Linked DNA regions of Zea mays: region 1 is linked to region 2. The links are chromatin contacts, called in public Hi-C maps. All regions are on one chromosome and are shown on one strand. The core of a region is the stretch at or near the end of the contact, and the rest is flanking DNA. Distances in the headings are between cores, read along the strand shown.

The links. Hi-C and Micro-C count contacts between places; a contact is called where the count stands out from the background.
Region 1: a Hi-C map of ear shows a contact between it and region 2, with 2.7 times the contacts expected there. The contact joins the promoter of LOC100285985 here to the promoter of LOC100282654 in region 2. A contact is called at or near these places in 8 of 25 Hi-C or Micro-C datasets (bundle sheath, ear, leaf and 2 more).

Annotation. Positions count from the first base shown.
Region 1 is chr1:272,772,242-272,778,321 of Zm-B73-REFERENCE-NAM-5.0, reverse strand. LOC100285985 reads left to right here and starts at 3,963. Exons shown (of 13, transcript NM_001158873.1): 1 at 3,963-4,381. The coding sequence starts at 4,173.
Region 2 is chr1:272,499,169-272,505,591 of Zm-B73-REFERENCE-NAM-5.0, reverse strand. It overlaps LOC100282654 (protein binding protein), which reads left to right and starts at 1,314. Exons shown (of 14, transcript NM_001155562.2): 1 at 1,314-1,747; 2 at 2,354-2,444; 3 at 2,551-2,635; 4 at 2,786-2,870; 5 at 3,438-3,507; 6 at 6,165-6,234. The coding sequence starts at 1,614.

The DNA of each region.
Region 1 (6,080 bases), core at 2,714-5,213, 270 kb before region 2:
GTCTCTTGCCTTGATTACAATTGAGTTGGAAACAAGAAAGAAGGAAGAAGAAAAGCAATCCAAGCGCAAGAACTCAAATGAACACAATTGTCTCTCTCACTAGTCACTATTTGATTGGAATGATCTTTGGACTTGGGAGAGGATTTGATCTCTTGTTTGTGTCTTTGAATGAAGTCTAGAGCTCTTGTATGAGGTTTGAAGGCTGAAAACTTGGATGCAATGAAGTGTGGTGGTTGGAGGGTATTTATAGCCCCAACCACCAAAAGAACCGTTGGTGAGGGCTTCTGTCGTATGGCGCACTGGACAGTCCGGTGCGCCAGCCATGTTACCAGGTCGTTGGGTTCTGACCGTTGGAGCTTCTGACAACTGGGCCACCGGACAGTCACTATTCACTGTCCGGTGCGCCTTCTGGCACTGCTCTGACTTCTACGCGCGCAGGCGCGCACTGTTCACTTTTACTGTTCCTTTGCAGACGACCGTTGGCGTTGTGTAGCTGTTACTCCACTGGCACACCGGACAGTCCGGTGCTACACCGGACAATCCGGTGAATTATAGCGGAGCGGCTCCCAGAATTCCCGAAGGTGGCAAGTTTGGAGTTGGGTTCCCTGGTGCGTCGGACACTGTCCGGTGGCACACCGGACAGTCCGGTGCGCCAGACCAGGGCTGCCTTTGGGTTGTCTTTTGCTCTTTTTTATTTGAACCCTTTCTTGGACTTTTATTGGTTTGTGTTGAACCTTTGGCACCTGTAGAACTCATAATCTAGAGCAAACTAGTTAGTCCAATTAATTTGTGTTGGGCAATTCAACCACCAAAATTCATATAGGAAAAGGTTTGACCCTATTTCCCTTTCAATAAGAGTGACTTCAACTCCACCATATAAAGCATGTATTATATAGGTCCCTCTCTCTTTACGGGCGGGATGGGCTTGCGGAATACCTAGTGTATTCACCCAGATTTATTTATGTTTTTTAGCAGCTGATGACTTCTTTTCTGCTATGCTCGACTAGAAGGGGGCTGTGTCTGCACCCAATCTGCATGTGGCTTGGGCTAGTTGAATCTTCCACTATGTTATGTATTTCAGGCTCAATAGAGCTTGTACTCTGGTATTGTAATAACTTTTATTCGAACTCTGTACTATTTGAAGTAAGGAATGTACGGTTACTAGCCTCCTGGGACTAGTAATTGTATCACATTTGAGTCCCAGAGGATTGGGGCGCTTCACCATCTTTAGCTATAGTCTTGTTACACCCTAGTGAATCAATTGGGCCCTTATCCATCATTGATCTTGTAGTGGTTAAGTCATGCTCATGATTTTCTTCTAGCTTGGTCAAACTTGTTATCCCCCAATGGAAGGTAAAGATCACATATGTCTTGTCTAATGCATTGATTTTTTCTTCCTAACCCCATGAGCTAGACATCTCTTTAAGTTGTTTGTATTGTTTCCCATGATGGATCTTGAACCATGTTGGAATTTCCCCTGATTCTAAGTGCATTAACCTTACCCTCCAACACAGGCACTGCAAGACCCATAGTTATTGTCAAGTCTTTCATTGTTAACCTTGTTTTCCTTGAACTAAAATCTTGCAAGTTCAATATCCTAGCAAAGGTTAATGAGTAGCTACTTTTAGTTTCCCAATGAATAGTCAAACCTACATGTCCCTACACCATAATTTCCATGGTTGCCAAACCTTGTCCAGAGTCACCAAAGTTAGAATAAAAATACGCTCGAGCCCAACTAGACAAAATCCCCCTTAAGAGAAGACCTTAAGTACTAGTGTTAAGTGGCTAAGAAGGCAACCCATCAATTCATTGTTATAGACCAGGAGATAAAGAGAAGCTAGGAGCCATATAAGATGTCACAAGCATTGTAAAACCACGTCCTTGTCCCAACCCAAGAACCCCAAAAGGTCAGGATCATATCCATTTTAAGTAGAATACATGGATTAGTAGTGTTTCATTGGGTACTAGATTAGATAACACTTAATTAGTCATCCCAGTACACCACCAATATGATGTACTATGTTCGACCTTCATCCAGGATCACACAAGGGAAAGAAAATATCAAAACACATGGGTAGATCATATCACATCACAATATGTACACTGGTTTCACAAACTATTGTTCCAAACTTAATTTATCACACATCACACATGAAATACAACCATCTAATTAAAAATACCAACATTAAAGAGTATAGCAGAAATATTAATGACATAGTGTTTGAAAATTAACACATGTGGACGGTGTCATGTTCCACATATCTATGCAACATGGATTTCTCTACCACTCTAGGTCCTCAACAGAATCAGGTGCATAGAAAAACTAATAGGCAGACACAACACTACCTACAAAACTTAAGCAATCACAAGATCAATACTCAAATATACTCTACAAGGCTTACCTAATATAATACAAGGATAATGCATTTGGTTAGTAGAAAGGGACACATTTGGTTTTGCATAAAAGCAGTTTTATACAAGAATGTAAATGTGGACCTTATACTAAGCATTGACAAAGTATAACATGGTTTAAAGTGAATGTAAGTGCAGACACTACAAGAAATCATCCATTGTCAGACTGTTTTGTAGGACAACCGAATTGTCTGATTATCGCAGAACCCAAAAGTGTAGAGTTAGTATGCAAGTTTTTAAAATATGAATTTTGAAGTGTAGATTATGCCCATGGTTCTTGTGAACAGAAGGTTGGCACAACCGGGTCGTGACAAGGCCTCAAGCTGATAAAGTTTCAACATTAGAGAAAAAAGTTAGGAGCAAAATCAAAGTCAAAGATATATGTTAAAATTTTCTTTTGTTGACTAAGAAACAATAGAGGGTGTTTATGTTAGATAGTCGTACTTTGAAGAGGCGAACTCTAACGCTAAATGGTTATCATAGTGGAACTAGGTGTGAACTAACTTATATTTGCATTATACCTAATTAAATAGTGAGATGCAAGTGAACATGTTGTTTTGAAAAGCTAACTCCATTCCTAAGGTACATTCATGTTTGAGTATATTAGAATTAGTGAATTTAAGCTGATTGCGAGTTTGACTTAGTGCTGCTTTTTAGGCACCACCAGAATTTTCGATGCCTCTAGCAGGGGAGTCGCTAGAGAAAGAGATGCTTAGGATAACACTTAAATGTGCTAAGAATACATCATCATAATATTAAATGCTTGTCTTTTTTTAGCATTAGAGACAATGGTAATGTAAGATATGCACACAAGATTTAAACTGGGCACCAAAATTTTGGTTGACACTAGCAACGTGGGAAAGGGTGTGGATACAGCTGGGCAGGCTTCAATGTTGATGACACGGGTGGAAAGGTCGGAGAATTTGGTAACTAGGTCGGTGACGATCTTGAGGACGTGATCGAGTTTGTGATCGAAACCCGAATTGGTGGTGACGACGACGGGTGCTGATGCGTCTCCTTCCGTAGAACCTGGCATTTTCGATACCAAATTGGAAGAACCAAGCCTAAGCTTGAGCTGGTACGGATGAGAGGTTGCTGGCCGAGATCGGTAGGCTCTACGACGGCGAAGTGGCTGGAGCGCCGTCGAGGGTTGCCGGAGAGAAGTGAGAAGATAATCTCTTTTCTTAGATTAATTCTTCTCTGTTTTTCATTGAATCATTACCGGTGCATAATATAGCCCGGCATCATAATACATCTCCTAATTTATCTCAACTGATAACAGCTTATCATGTTTGGAACTAATCCATCTAACTTATCTCCTATTTTATCTCTCTGAAACTAATCTTTCTAACTTATCTCCTATTTTATCTCTCTGGAACTAATCATTCTAACTTATCTACTATTTTATCTTCCTCTTTCTAACAAACTTACCTAATTGTCTCGGTTCAGCCTCCTGAGAGCTGATCGCCTTTGCCTCCTAGTGTACTTATTCGTGGTCATAAGAAGCTCCCCTTAAATTCTTTCTTCGGCGCAGTATCTCCTAGGTCTGCTAGAAAGCAATCGCCCGCGGTATTATCCATCCACCACGCTGCATCTGCTTCTCACGCCGCCTCGCCTTCCTCTTCCACCCCTCGCCGTCCGTCGTCCTCAGCGCTTGTACGCTTGCCTCAAAACCCCTGGCGCCGTGCTAAAACCCTAGCCCTCGAATTCCTTCCCCTGCCCGCGCGGAGCAGACGAGCCTGAGCCCGTCCTCCTCGTCCATGGCGTCCTCAGGGGCCGCCGCTAACCTCTGGGTACTGCTTGGTCTCGGCATCGCGGGCGTTCTCCTGGCGGCGCGGCGACTGAGGCGCCCTGCGCGCCCCGATCACGGCGCCTTCGTCGCCCGCCTCGAGCTCCTCCCGCCGCCCCAGCCTCCGCCGCCGCAGGCGCCCCACCCGCTCACCGGACTCTGCTTCGCCATCGCTGACGCGTAAGCTCTAGCGACCACATATCCTTGTGTTTGGTTGATTATATGATTTAGCGTCGGATTTGGATCGGTGGAAGACTTTTTAGAGCTGCATGAATAGTAATTCGATAGATTGGATAATGCTAGGTTGTTATCGATATCAGGTCGATGTCGTGAGTGGTGGAATTTTTGTCTGGTATCACTGAGCTAGGGCGATACAAATTCATTTGACATGGTGCATTGGATGCTCATCATGCCAAAGTATAGCATGCTTTTGCTCTTATCTATTTCAGCACAACATGATTGTGTGTTTTCTTTAGCTTGCTCTATGTGGCAAAGCGGATACGTTCTGTCAGTTGATACTAAACTTCCTCACACTAGACAAATTCGTGCATGGCTTGCCTGAGCCAAAAAGGACAATGAATTGCACAGAGCTTGTTTTGCCTTGCAAACCGGTATATACTCTTGGAACTGAGTAAATTGCCTCACATCAGACAGCTTTATGCATGGCTTTCTTTATACCAAAATGTTGGCTGCAAAGGAACATGAATGGACCCGTGGAAATGCTCCTCGTCGTGTGTACAACACATTGGCCACTCCTTCCACATAGGACCAGTTCTCCAATCAATTAAAACACACAATTTCCACCATCAAACCTCCACCACTAGCTTTTTATTATACCCCTGCTCGACACACCTCATCCCTCTCCGATTCCCCATTTGCTTCTATCTCCTCCCGTGCTCTCCTCTCTCCTCACACCTCATCTCTTCAAGCACCAATCTAGTGCTGTTTATGCCAAATTCGAGATGCCAGATATCTGACCTGGCAGGAACCAAATGGCAGCATACACGCCCTCTATCAATGCCATCACCACTCTTAACATGAAGAAGTTGTCCGTCATGGTTGCTGGGCTGCTGACCCCGTCCTGTTCGGCTGCTCCTGCTTCCTCATGGGTCAAGGAGTAGGTCAAGGGGAAGAGGAAGAGCATCCCTGGAGGTGATTGTGTCATCATCAAGTTGACACAAGCTTAGGTGCCATGTGCAGCAACAGCAGCCTGGCCAACAGGACCTCTACTCCATGGAGCACTTGCTGTGGCAATGCTTCGTCGCTTTTCTCAAAATGTTTCAATATCTTAAATTATTTGTTGCAAGGGTTTTCCTGGTTGTCAGACTCAGTCCTTGGGGGATAGACCACCCTGGGTATTAAAGAAGAAGAAATTTTCTCGCTGCAGGACCACGAAAACACCCTGAAGGCCCCATCCGCATAGGTTATCTGTCCAGGAGCAACCAGGATGTGGCTGCAGGTTACTTATATCTCTGCAGCTGCGTCAGTGGAAGAACAGGCCGACAGGGGTGAGGGGTGTTCCGTGTTTTTTTTAACCCAGCCTTGGAATTCCGCACGAGAGAAATAGCGATGGTGCAAGAGGTAGGCAGATGTGGAGGTAAAGGAATGCACGAAGATAGTCCCATTTCACTTGGATTAATTAGAAGTAGATATGTTATTCCTTGTGGACTAAATTAAATGAACTGTGGATCAAAGGATAGGACAAATGGATGGTGGATGCTGCGTCCAGTGCCAGACCCAGATGTGGCATCTGGGCGCTACCAACGCCGATGGATGAGTTTTGTCTGTTGATGAGATTTGTAGCCTCCCATCATCTGCGGGGGAAGGCTTGCCTTGGTTTTTCTCTTCCCAGACCCTACTCATGTGGGAACCTCCGGCA
Region 2 (6,423 bases), core at 65-2,564:
ATGTTTTTTTTTTGACTTTCGCATTTACCAATGTTATTACCTGTATATTTTCCCAATTATATTTTGGGACATTTGCAGCTACGGAACGGACCCACCAAATCCGTTGTTGACCTGCGTCTCGGCAGGCCGGCTGCGTCGTCGGCCCGGTCCCCGCGCCGCGGTGCGGGCGATCCTCCGTCTCGGCGAGTCGGTGTAGGGCGGGATGACGGTGGGACGCGGGGCGGGGAGAGGAACGTGGCGGGAGGATCCGAGAGTGTGCCGTGCAAGCAACCGCCAAAACGGGGCCGGACGATGGGGGCCGCGGGCGGAGCCACCAAGTCGCAGAAAAAAATTCTCCTACACTTAGCGCCGTCTAGTTTGATGAACTAAAGATTAGTTATCCATTTTAGTTACATTTAGTCATTAAATTATCAAATTATGAGATTAAAATATGGACTAAATTGTTTTATAATCTAGTCGCTTATGGTATGTTTGGTTGGAGGTATAAGGAGGAATGAAGTGAGCGACCACAATTTTATAGTGTTTGAATGAGAGTCACATGAGAGCAAGCTAAACACCGAAATAATTTTTAGTGACAGCGTGATACCAAAAAATCGAGAGGACGGTATCTGTCCCGCTTCATTCTACTTTAACCTCAAACTAAACACATTAAAGGATGACTAAAAGGGACTAAACTATATAGATTCTACCTTTTGACCTCCTTTATTTCAGTTACACTAACGGCGAGAAAACACTAAGAATATTTAGGTTTTTTTATGATTTATTTAATACATTTTGAATAGTTTTAGTCTATAGAACTATACAGAGTAGATAATAACTTAGTCCCTCAATTAAACCAAAAAGGACCTGATACCGAGCAGAAAAAAAATCCAGCTCGTCGGCTTCTCAGGCTATCCGCAACCGTTACCCCTAAATTTTTCCCCCTATATCACTTTTTCCCCCTATTTTCCCCCCTATTTTTTCATCTCCCGCAGCGGTTCCCCCTAAATACTCCCCCTATACCCCACTACCACTATAAAATATCATTTTCTATATCAACTATCAATTTTTTATCTACTAACAATTACTCGTGGACCCACAGCACAGTGTTTAGGGTGATGAACAGTGACACGCTAGATCTAGGGGAGAGAGAAGGGGACCGACACGTAGGGGGCGCTGTAGGGGGCACCGCTGCGGCCATAGGGTGCCCCCTACGCGCCGCATGCAAGGGGAGAGGGCAGCGTTGCGGTCAGTCTCAAACACCAGGCGCGCGTTGTTGGCCCCCGGGACCCGATCCCTCTCCTTCTCTCCTTCTCTGACCCGACCCGACCAATCCAATCCATCCCCTCTCCATCTCCCATGACCATGAACAGCGGCTCGGCAATATACTACTGCTAGGTTATGCTACTCCATTACGAAAAAGCGCAGAGAGAACGCAGAATGGAATCGTCGCTCTTATCATACTCCATGACTCCATCACTAGACTAGAGAGAGAAACCCTTGTACCCTTTGTTCTGTTTATCCCCCATTTCTCCGAGTCACCCACCCATCGCCGAACTTCGAGTCCAAGGAAGCGGAGCCACCGGAGAAGGGGATATTTGCCTTTCCCGTCGGGGGTCTAGGGAGCAGGAGAGATGCAGCGGCGGCGGGGGCACACGTGGGCGGGGGTGGGGAAGACGGCCCAGGCGGCGTCGGCGCACGCCGCGCTCTTCTGCTTCACTCTCCTCCTCGCGCTCAGGGTCGACGGACGCACCACATACTCCTGGTGGTACGCGCTCTAAACACTAACCTCCCCGTCCCCTCCCACCTGGCTTTCGTCCCTCCCCCTCCGCTTCGATTCGATCTAATTAGTTTTGTTTCAGCGAGGGGAGGGGCTTCGAGTTATTGGACAGCGTTCTGATTTGAGGGGACCGGGGGAGAGCGTCTTTCTTGCGATGCAGATGTAGTTTTGGAATTGGCGGATTCGTATGCTCGTTTTTTTTTGCGTGTTGCGTGCGTTTCAGGGTTGGCTCTTGGCTGCTGGTAGCTGGTGCTGGATAATCTGCTCCGCCGACGTGTAATTCAGCTACATGTCTGGGGCTCAGATGAATGTTGAGAGCTGCTGGTAGTTCTCAATTGATGCTTATCAATGACCCCATCTATAACCGAGCTGATGCTGGCCAGCCGCCGGCATTTCCTCACTTGGTGTTGTGCTAGGATAATAGACAGCAGATTTTATGCCTTTAAGCACTGTTCTGATACGCCAAACGCAACGATAAAACCTTGTAGCTAGAATTAGGTAATACCGAATTATGGATTGCTTTATGACAAATACTATAAGTTGACAATGGTAAAGCCGATACAAATTGCTAATGATGCTACTTTGATCATGTAGGATAATATTCATTCCACTATGGCTCTTTCATGGTATTGTTGCGCGTGGAAGGTTTTCAATGCCTGCCCCTTCATTACCTCATGGCCGTCATGTGAGATTTACAGTGGCTCGTCTATTAAACCTGACCTTTTTACTGTTTGCATTACCATTGCTCATTTTGCATCCAGTTAGCCTGATATGTTTCTTTTTGCTTGCAGTGGGCACCATGTCATTCGATTGTTGCAGCGCCTTTACTAATTGCGTTCGAGCTGCTTCTCTGCATATATCTTGAAAGCATAAGAGGTAGGGTCAGAATCCATTGGGTAACAAAACCTGTCTAGTATGGTCACCATATTGAGATTCCTAGAATAGTTTAATCTGAGACGCATGTTAAGTTTCTCTGTTATGTTAACTTTGTAATCTTAACACTTCTTTTCTTTTGTGTTTGCCCAGTTAGAAATCATCCATCTTTTGATCTGAAGATTGTGTTCCTTCCTCTGTTGGCCTTTGAAGCAATTATCCTTATTGACAATTTTAGGTAACCAATTTGAGCTATTACCTTTTATTTCCCATGGATTGTTAGATTTAGTTGAAATACTTTTTAAATTTTAGTTCAATTTTATATGATTTCAACTAGTGCGGTATATCTTGTTATGTACTTCACTTTGCCTATTCTTGTAATGACTGTATATAATTGACCTGCCTAGTTTTTAAAATATCGATTGAACCCGCAGAAGCAGCAAAATGTGTTGTCACATAATCTACATTGATGGCTTCAAGAACTTATGACACATAATCTACATTGATGGCTTGTCTTCCATTGTTCTTTTGACATCATTATAAAAATAATGAATTCACAAGATCCTTCTGTATGTTAATATGTTTTGCTTGTGCCATAATATTGTGGTAAAGTTCACACTTCCGTGTCTGCACACATTCAGGATATTGATCATTGTTTGAATCCTCTATCTTTTTCTGTTCAAATTATGAACCTCATTAACCAAAGAAAAATAAACTATTATTTGTTATTTTTGGAGACTTACTGTATTAGTCACTCTGGACATTGACGTGTATGCATTTCTTGGCATGTTTTTTCATTATTCAGAATGTGTAGAGCTTTAATGCCTGGAGATGAAGAAAGCATGAGTGATGAAGCTATTTGGGAGACGCTTCCTGTAAGTCTCATACTAGTGGATCTGATTGCTGTTAGCACAATTTCTCCATTGGTTTGATTGCAGCCCATTGTTCAATACAAAAAGAACTTCAGATTATGAGTATCGCTTAACCCCGAAAATTTAAGTTGTGCAATATATTGACATTCATTTGATACTCTTTAGTAATGGAATGGACTATAGCATATGCTACAAACCAACTGCATAGTTGAATACATAAGACTAATATACGGTGCTATATATTGACACTACTGGAAAGGTTATTAGGATAGACCAACCTTAGCTCAGTTGGTTTGAATCTGGTAGGTTAGATTTATTTTGTACAAAGGAGATAAGGACATATATAGGATGGATAGGGTCTGTGGGAGAAAACAAGGGACGACAATCAAAATCAAGTTAAGTGCATTATGGATGAAATGGAGCACCTCTTGGTGGAGGACGAGATCAAGCATATAGGTGGCAGGAGTATTTTGACAAATTGTTCAATGGGAAGAATGGGGACGTAGGCTTTTAGTTGGATGACTCTTTGATGACACCAATAGACGCTTTGTGCGTAGGATCCAAGAATCTGAGGTTAGAGAGGCATTGAAAAGGATGAAGGGGGTAGGGCGATGGGCCTTGATGGTATCTCAATCGAGGCATGGGGATGCCTCGGGACAGTTGTAGTTTGGCTAACCAAGCTGTTCAACCATATCTTCTGGTCTAACAAGATGCCTGTCGAGTGGATAAGTATATTGGTACCAACCTACAAGAATAAGGGAGGTATTCAAAGCTGTACCAATTACTAGGGAATTAAGTTGATGAGCCACACTATGAAGCTATGGGAGAGAGATATTGAGCATCGTCTGAGAGGAATAACTAGGATCTCTACTCTACTGACCAATTTGGTTTCATGCCTGAAACATCAACCATGGAAGCCATTTTCTTAATAAGACAAATGACAATATAGGGAGCAGAATAAGACCTACACATGATTTTCATTGACTTGAAGAAGGCTTATAATAAATACCAATGAATGTGTGGTGGGTATTAGACAAATTTAAAGTTTCAAAAAAATACGTTGGACTCATTAAGGACATGTACAACAATGTTGTGACTACTGTTCGAACAAGTAGAGACACAGGTGATTTTTCGATTAGATTAGGGACCCATGAAGGGTCAACTTTGAGCCATTATCTTTTTGCCTAGGTGATGGATGAGGTCATAAGGGACATATAAGGAGACACCCTTTGGTGTATGTTTTTTTGCGGACGATGTAGGGCTAGTTGATAAAAGCAGTGTTGGAGTAAATAGGAAACTGGAGTTCTGGCAGGAGAGTCTAGAGTCCAAAGGTTTAAAACTCAGTAGAACTAAAACCGAATACATGAGATTTTACTTTAGCACTGCTACAGTCAAGTAGTTCCTAGGAAGGATATCTTTCGGTATTCAGGACCAATGTTATAAAGAGATGGGGATATCGATGAAGATATTAGCCATAGAATCAAAGCAATGTGGAGGTGTCGCCAGGCATTTGGCGTTCTATGTGGCAAGAAGGTACGACATAAGCTAAAAGGCAAGTTATGTAGGACGGCGATTAGACCTCCTATATTGTATGGTGAAGAATTGTCCTACAAAAAGACGTCTTGTTCACCAGATAAGTGTTGCGGAAATGCGTATGTTGCGTTGGATTTATGGCCATACAAGAAGTGATCGAGTTCGGAATGATGATATACATGGGAGGCTAGGGATAGTGCCAAATGAAGAAAAACTTGTCCAATACCGATTGAGATGGTTTGAACATGTCCAACGGAGACCTTCAGAGGCAGTAGTGGGATCCTAAGACGCAATAATAATGGGAAGAGAGATAGGAAAACACCGAAGTTGGCATGGGAAGAGGCAGTAAAAGGAGACTTGAAAGGATGGAATATATTCAAAGATTTGGCCTTGAATAGGTGCGAATGGAAAACAATTATCCATGTGCCTGATCCTTGATTTGTGGCTTCTGTTGGGTTTTAACTCTAGTGTACCCCAACTTGCTTGGAACTAAAATGCTTTGTTGCTGTTGTGTTGGAAAGATTATTAGGATAAAAAAAGAATATTGGACTAACTGTTCAGGTATCTCACATCACTTAGCTAAAGTATCATTTAAGCACTTGGCCAATGTAAGCTGTGTTGAGCTAGTTCTGATGTATTATTGCAAACTGATACAATGATGTCTTCCGTGACTTTTGCTATAGTATCATTTAAGCACTTTTGGGCAGGTGTAAGTTGTGTTGAGCTAGTTCTGATGCACTATTGCAAACTGATACAATGAACAGATATATAAATTCATTGTTATAACATATTGAGTTTCGTCTAACTGAGATAACTAGCTTTTGCCAGGAGCCCTAGGGCTTGCATTTTTCCAGACATGTTTGGATTTCTCTTTGATATTCTTTTCCAGTTACAGGTTTACTTCTTTTGCATTTCATACGAATGCTTAATCAATAACCAATAGAAAACATCACTTCTGCTTCCACCCCTCTTAATTAGAAGCATTGAATCTTTCCAGCCTTCTGAACTTTTGTATAGATCTTACTAGTAGCTGGGACGATCCAGATTCCAGAGAATGTATCATTTTTAACTGATTAGAATAGAATATTAGACATTTCTCTCATTATGTTTAACCTTTCTGTAACCAGCATTTTTGGGTTGCAATTTCAATGGTGTTTCTTATAGCTGCTACAACATTCACCCTTCTCAAGCTGTCTGGTAAGTTTCCTTGGTTGCCTTCCAATCGTTACTTACAAAACTGATCTCCTCACTAGGGTTCCTTAATTTGAATTCTTAGAATTTGTTGCACTATTTCTTCTTGCCTAGAATGATTATTTATTACAACTTGTTTCTTCTTTATTATAGTATTTGAAAATTAGAAGGGACTTCTCTTTTAATGCTTGTGAA